Linked DNA regions of Mus musculus: region 1 is linked to region 2. The links are chromatin contacts, called in public HiChIP or PLAC-seq maps. All regions are on one chromosome and are shown on one strand. The core of a region is the stretch at or near the end of the contact, and the rest is flanking DNA. Distances in the headings are between cores, read along the strand shown.

Region 1 (3,255 bases), core at 23-2,522, 330 kb after region 2:
CATCGAAGTCCATTCTGGAAAGTCAAAGGCACAGGTAAGAACTAGTTATAACTCTCAGAGGACTCTAATTGGTTACATGAGCTGTGAACGCAGGGGAGTCTTCACCCCATCACATCGCTATGCAATGCTTCCAATTTTCACCCCATCACATCGCTGCTCAATGCTTCCGACCTTTGGCCATGCTAAACAGTATCCGCAGAGTCTCAAGAGAAAAAAATTACAAACAAAAGGTCTCCAGTACACTCACTATTAGTTCTCTGGTCAGAAATAGGAATACTCAAGTGTCAACTTGTCCCCCTTTGACGCTTCTCAGGTCACCAATGGATGACTCAGGCCATGTTGTGTGAAGGCATCAATGTTTCTTGTCTGCCATCATCCCTGGAGTATGTGGGTCCATCCACATCATGTATTCTATACCAGCACTTAATTTCTTACTTTTATGGTATATTGCTCAAGGGATTTGGAAGACAGTAAGTTCAAAGGGCGATGACATAATATCAGGGGACAGTGAAGCTGTCTGAGAATACTGCTTGTGACTTGGTGAGTCTCTACCAACCTCAGGGCAAAGGTCCTTCAAGAAAACCAGCCTGTTACACCCAGGATCAAACAGGCTGTTGAGGAGGAAATGGGCCTTTGATACCAAAATCACTGAAGCTGGTTGTCTGCTCGTTGAAGCTCACAGAATTACTCTTGAGATTCTTCTCTGCTGGGCCTCCCCTTGTTAATATCAATGTTTTGGTGAATTCTTACTGAACTAACACTCCAAATGATCCTTCTTAAAGGCCCAAGTGCTTCTGATGTCAGCACACACAGGTTGGAAGATGTTAGGGCAGAGGGGAACATAACCATGATCAAGTGCACCCAGAGTTTCTGCGGTAGGAAATGAGCAGTCAGCATGGCTCTTGAGTGTGGCATCCATCTGCAGACCCTATATCACCCTGCTTGTTTTTAGTAGGCCTGAAGGATTTGGTGAGATATAGTCTCATGATCCAAGCAGGAGAGAGGCTGGCTGCCTGACTGGAGGTCTGAGGAATTCCATGTTTTAGCAGTTTATTATGAGAATGGAGAATACCCAGTGAGATTCGGCTCAAACAATAAACAAGCAGAGAATGAAGTATGTGCCAGAAGACCACAGTTACAGAGGCCACACCTTCTGGTCCCTCATAGGGAGGGTGAACTTCATTTCCTAGTCTTTGAGGGATTGAATAAGTGACCCAGGAAATGCATGGGGCACCCAGGCCACCAGGAGGCAGTCATGTTACACATAAAGAGCATACTTGTCCACATACCTCAAGATGAGCCCCAGTGAGATGTGTGGCTAAGCAAGAACTCGAGGGACCTAGGAACTAGGATCAGATACGGCAAAATGAAGGGAATGAGGACAGCTTTTGCATGTCTTTGCTCTGGATTATATGCAGTGCAGCCTGAGTTGACATGTCCAGAATTCCCTGACGGGATCCCTCATCCACTTAGATCCTTGGTCCTCAAAACCCAACTGTCCTCACAACAAAAATGGCAGTTGTGATGAAAGAAATTCCTCTGTACAAAGAGGAACGGAGATGGACAGGATGAAGGGAAAAGACAGAAGACCACATGCATGTCACCCGCGAGATGACCATGTATCGCTCTCCACAGCATGGCTTTGGAAGTTCAGCCCTGGGCCAGAGCTGTCTACAGGACAAATGGAGCTGAATGTGGGAATTCTAAATAAAGAAAGCTCATTAATATCCTGTATAATTACTAAGCTATCATCTCACCTTCCTGGAAATTGCCTGTGGAAAATAACCACCAAAAATGTTTAACTGAGGTCAGTTGCATTTTTGCAGAGCCACACTGCCACCTAGTGCTTGTAAAGGGAAAGATCACCTTTTCTGCCTTCATAAACTACCTACGTTTTCAAAATTCCAAATGATTTGTGCCTGGATTCATCAAAACCGTAAATAGGTGTAATATACACAGTTATTTTTAAAATCCCATTCAGTTCAATTTGATATCACAGCTTCTGTAACATTGAGAGAGAGAGAGAGAGAGAGAGAGAGAGAGAGAGAGAGAGAGAGAGCAGAGCACGCTCGAGAAAGAGCAAGCTCTTCCACTCTTGCGTTTGCCTGTGGAGATAGAGGACATGTGAGAGATTAGGCTTTCTCCTTCTATCTGTGGATATGGTTATGTAACTTAGGTCATTAGGCATGGCAGCAAGTGCCCATACCACTGAGCCATCTCAAGGGCCTTTGATAGGATTATAATAAATAAGCAAACTCCTACAAAACATAACTGACTAGTTGGCCCTCAATCCAGGCCTAAAGATCAATGAGATGCTTGGAGTGACCAAGGGCAGGTCTTCTTGGACTCCAGGACTTTGGTGCTGAAACAGTCACAAGCAAGTCAGGATAGTTTGTCATCCTCATTTTGACAGAGTTTTCTTTACTCAATACCCTACAGAATAGATATAGGAAGAACTGAGTGGTGTAGTAAAGGGTTCCAGCCCTGCTAGGCAAGCTTCGGATCAGGCCAGCATCAGGTGAAAGAAAAGGGTGGTCTAGATCCTGAGTCTACTGGAGTTCATTGGAAACCTGGAGTCATGACTTGTATATGAAAAATTAAAGACCAAGAAACTATGGCTCCTACCTGAGAACGTGTGCAATCATACTGTGTAACATGGAGAGAAGCTATACCCAACACCTATAAGTGTGTATACAATCATACACATGTAGAATGGAGAGAAACAGTACCTTCCCACCCACGAGTATGTATGCAATCACATACATACAGCATAGAGAGAAACTACCCCTGCCACTTGTGTGAGCGTCAACTCACACTTAGACAGCAATCCTGTTAATAGTTTGAAAGGCAAATAAAGTGGGTCCAGTCTAGGAGATAAATCAGAAGCCCCATATGAGTATTTAGAGCCACTCAGTTTCACTAGTCCCTCAGCAATGCCACACACACACACACAGACCGCTAAAAAAAAACACACACACACATGAAAAAAAAAACTTCAAAACACTTGCCCTGGTGTTACGTTCAGGTCCCTGCCACCATGTCCAATGTTAAATATGACTACAATAAGCTGAGCTTATTACTTCTGGGATGAGAAGCATAGTAAATCATCCTTTGTTTTTTATGTTTCTCTCTTATTATGAAACATCTGGATAATAAAATAAATCAAAATGTGACTTTAAGCCCTATTGTATTCTCTCTAAAAATCAAAAACAAAAACAAAACGAACCTCAGCACGGTGAACGAGTGAGTCTCCAG
Region 2 (3,312 bases), core at 499-2,998:
AGAATGCTGACTGTCCAACAGTCAGGAAGTAAATGGCTGAATCAAGGTTAATTTTTGCTTCGTCTCATTCCAAAGTCCCCCAACTCCTCACTTGGGAATCATTGATAGAATACCTACTACTTATCAGCACTAGATTTGGCCCTAGAGAATCAGTATCTAACAGAGCGGCCGGCCCTGTTTTCTGTTTTCTTAGAGCTTGCACTTTCCTGGGGGGTAGATAACATCAATCAATCACCAAAGCAAATGAATAACAAGTGACATAGTAAATTACTGCCACAGAATGCCATGGTGAGTGTGACAAAAAGGACTGAATTCAGAGGCCTGGCAATAGGGCTACCTGCAGGACCTATGCACTTGGTCTGGAGAAGAGAGGGCAAAGTGAGTGGCTGACGTGGCCTTGAAGATGTATGTCACACTCTGAACCCTGTGTGTGAGTTTATGCAGGTGTGTGTGGGCTGGGGTGGGGAATGCATCTAACTCCACAGCAGAATACCTATGGGCCTGGTGCTACAGAAGGATTAGGAAAACAAAGAAGAAAGGAAGAAAGGAAGGAAGGAAGGAAGGAAGGAAGGAAGGAAGGAAGGAAGGAAGGAAGACAGAGAGAGAGAGAGAGAGAGAGAGAGAGAGAGAGAGAGAGAGAGAGAGAGAGAGAGAAAGAAAGAAAGAAAATATGTTCTGATGGTCTTTTCCTGGTTTTTCCTTCCTTCTGCCACCTGGTCTGGCCTAAAGTAAATTAATGGTTGTTGTGGGGACTTGGATCCATGTGGGTGGGTATAGAATCCCTGCCCCCTGAATCAGGTGGGTGTAGTAGAGGGTATGCACAACCAGGACAGGGTCAGACTGAGGTGCAGATAGGTTGGATAGAAGGGGTGTAGCAGGGAACTCTCCCAGCTCTGGATAGCAGAGCAGGTCCTGGAATGTCTGCTTTCGTCACAAATTATCAGGTGCATCTTTGCACAAGACTTCTAGGCTCAGTGTTCTTCTATTTCCTCTGGCTCAATGTGGCCCCGCCTGGTGATTCTGTCTAGCTCACTTACAAGACTTTCCACCTCCGTTCTGGCCTGTCTGCCCCACAGTCGCTGCCAAAGTCAACACAGAATGTTAAAGCCTGGAATATATGGTGTCCTAGACTCAACCAAGCTAAAAATCAGTCCAGGAAAAATGTTTTGGGAGGACACCTGTCCTCCCTAGACAAAGACCATGGAGGGAGAGTGAGGAGAAAGAGACCAGGGAACCAGAACCTGCAGGGAGATGAATGTCAGCACCCTGTGTACTCAGGGACTAATAACAGGTCTCTGTACTGTAATCTCATGCCACCCATATATCAGTTTAAAGTCACTTCCCAATAAATGCTTCTAGACTAGGTAGGCAACTTAGAGGATATTTCTAATGCTGAGAACTGGACATGCGTCTCACTGTGTTCTAGTGTCCTGCTCACCCAACAGAGGCTGCACTTGTCTGGGTTCCATGCCTTGCTGGATTCTAGAATGAGTAGGAAGCCTCCAGCATCTCTGAATATCTCCGATGTCTGGGAGTCACCTGCTCATTCCACCCAAACCCCTGCTACTCTGTATCGGCAGGCATTGAGGTAGGGTAGGGACACAGGAAATAAAGGGTGTCCTGTACAGCAGCTGGCTGGGTTCAACTGGCTTTAAAAAGCTCCAAGTGAACGGAGTAGAAATTCCTCTCTAGGCTGCCACAGCCTGTGAGTCACCCTGGGGGTGGCTTTCAGTAGCATTCTTATACCATGGAGGCTGTGGTCATCCAAAAAGCCCAGAGAGGAAGGAACAGGCAGAGTTGTAACCTGCCTAAGCTTAGGAAGAAGACTGCAGCTGTTCCCACCCCCTCCACCCTGGCATTCTGCTTATTTTAATGGCTTTTTTTTTTCTGGCCTGGGCTTCATTTCTCCAGATGCACTAAGGATCCTAGGGCATATGTTGCCAGGCAATACAGGCTGGTGGGTGGAAACCTCAGGCATAGAAGCCCAGGACAGTTTCAATTTGTCTTGCAAAAGGGAGAGTGGTCACAGGAGGAGGAAGTCCACGCCTACTGACCAGCTGCTCTCTAGGCTACAGTGGGTGAAGTGAGGGCCCATTAGCATGGCTATAGGGCAAAGGCCTTGGTGGCATGCCTTCTGGAGATAGATGTCTGGCCAGCTTCCCAGTATTGTCTTCCATCTTCACCTGGCCATGTTTCAAATTCACAGGAGCCCTTGGGTAATTCCTGTTCCTCCTCCTTGCCTTAGATTTGCCATCTGTAAGGTTATAAGTCTCCCTCTCTCCCTCTCCCTCTCTCCCTCTCCCTCTCCCTCTCCCTCTCTCCCTCTCCCTCTCCCTCTCCCTCTCCCTCTCCTTCCCCCTCTCTCCCTCTCCCTCTCTCCCTCTCCCTCTCTCCCTCTCCCTGTCTCCCCGTCTCCCTGTCTCCCCGTCTCCCCGTCTCCCTGTCTCCCTGTCCCCCTGTCTCCCTGTCTCCGTCTCCCTGTCTCCCTCTCTCCGTCTCTCCGTCTCTCCCTCTCTCCCTCTCTCCCTCTCTCCCTCTCTCCCTCTCCCTCTCTGCCAAGTGGCTGCAGTCTCTAAATCATTTGTGCCTGACTCTTGTCAGCATGTATAAGGGGCCTTTCTCCTGAGCCTAGGCTGGACTGCCAGGAACTGAGTGAGAGGGTAAGGGGGTGGGGGTAAGGAGAAAATCTTTCAGATTGTAAAATTCACAGCTGCTCCTACTCACACTTTGTGCCCTCCATGCCACACACAGAGCCGGGAGGTACAGGTGAGAGGAGCTTCCTCAGGCCTGGTGTCTTTGACTGCTGAGTGAATGTAAGCACACCCAGCCTCACAGGAGCACAGCATGTGTGGGCTGGAAACAGACAAGGCTAAGACAGTCAAAGATTTAGCCTAACTCTACTTACTAGTTCCAAGCCCCGGGAACTGTTAGTTTCCTCCTTCTCTTCATTCTGACCCTCAGAACCTAGAACAGTGGGATATGCATGGTAGTTTTCCTGACAGGCCATGGAGATGCCTAGTGTTCTTCTACTGGTTCACTAGACTTGTCCTGGTTACCAGCCACGTCCTTCTGTGTGTCTCAAACCTCTTGCCCAGTCCAGAGCATCACCCCACGAGCCAAACTCTCTCCTCTGTTTTCAATTTCAGTTGATGGCCTGAACACTAACCTGAACAGAGTAGGTTGCTTCCTGGATCTCTCCCCACACACTCATCCCTGATACTCATCTTCTGTGTTGTCCTCCACAGGTCTCAGGAATTCATCTCCTTACTTCCTGGTTTTTTTGATCTTATCTTCTCTAAAGTCTCCTTTCAG

What was found. HiChIP or PLAC-seq counts read pairs in DNA pulled down with a chosen protein or histone mark.
Region 1: a CTCF HiChIP or PLAC-seq map of the NIH/3T3 cell line shows a contact between it and region 2, with 6 read pairs. The contact joins two enhancer-like sites. A contact is called at or near these places in 2 of 15 datasets of contacts at CTCF or cohesin (the NIH/3T3 cell line and large pre-B cells), 2 of 484 Hi-C or Micro-C datasets (bone marrow-derived macrophages and embryonic fibroblasts) and 2 of 115 datasets of contacts at active chromatin or transcription factors (extraembryonic endoderm stem cells and trophoblast stem cells).

The regions. Positions count from the first base shown.
Region 1 is chr7:84,354,554-84,357,808 of GRCm38.p6, forward strand. It overlaps Arnt2 (aryl hydrocarbon receptor nuclear translocator 2), which reads right to left. Exons shown (of 19, transcript NM_007488.3): 3 at 1-14. Among named protein-coding and RNA genes, the nearest start is that of Gm30873, 19 kb to the left of the region's middle. Within about 2 kb of position 1,273, at least 26 of the 459 cell types and tissues checked have an H3K27ac peak or open chromatin away from gene starts, as enhancers often do. A contact at or near this core is called in the NIH/3T3 cell line, where this site is marked.
Region 2 is chr7:84,027,558-84,030,869 of GRCm38.p6, forward strand. The region is part of intron 1 of Cemip (cell migration inducing protein, hyaluronan binding); the gene reads right to left. Among named protein-coding and RNA genes, the nearest start is that of Cemip, 57 kb to the right of the region's middle. Within about 2 kb of position 1,749, at least 105 of the 459 cell types and tissues checked have an H3K27ac peak or open chromatin away from gene starts, as enhancers often do. A contact at or near this core is called in the NIH/3T3 cell line, where this site is marked.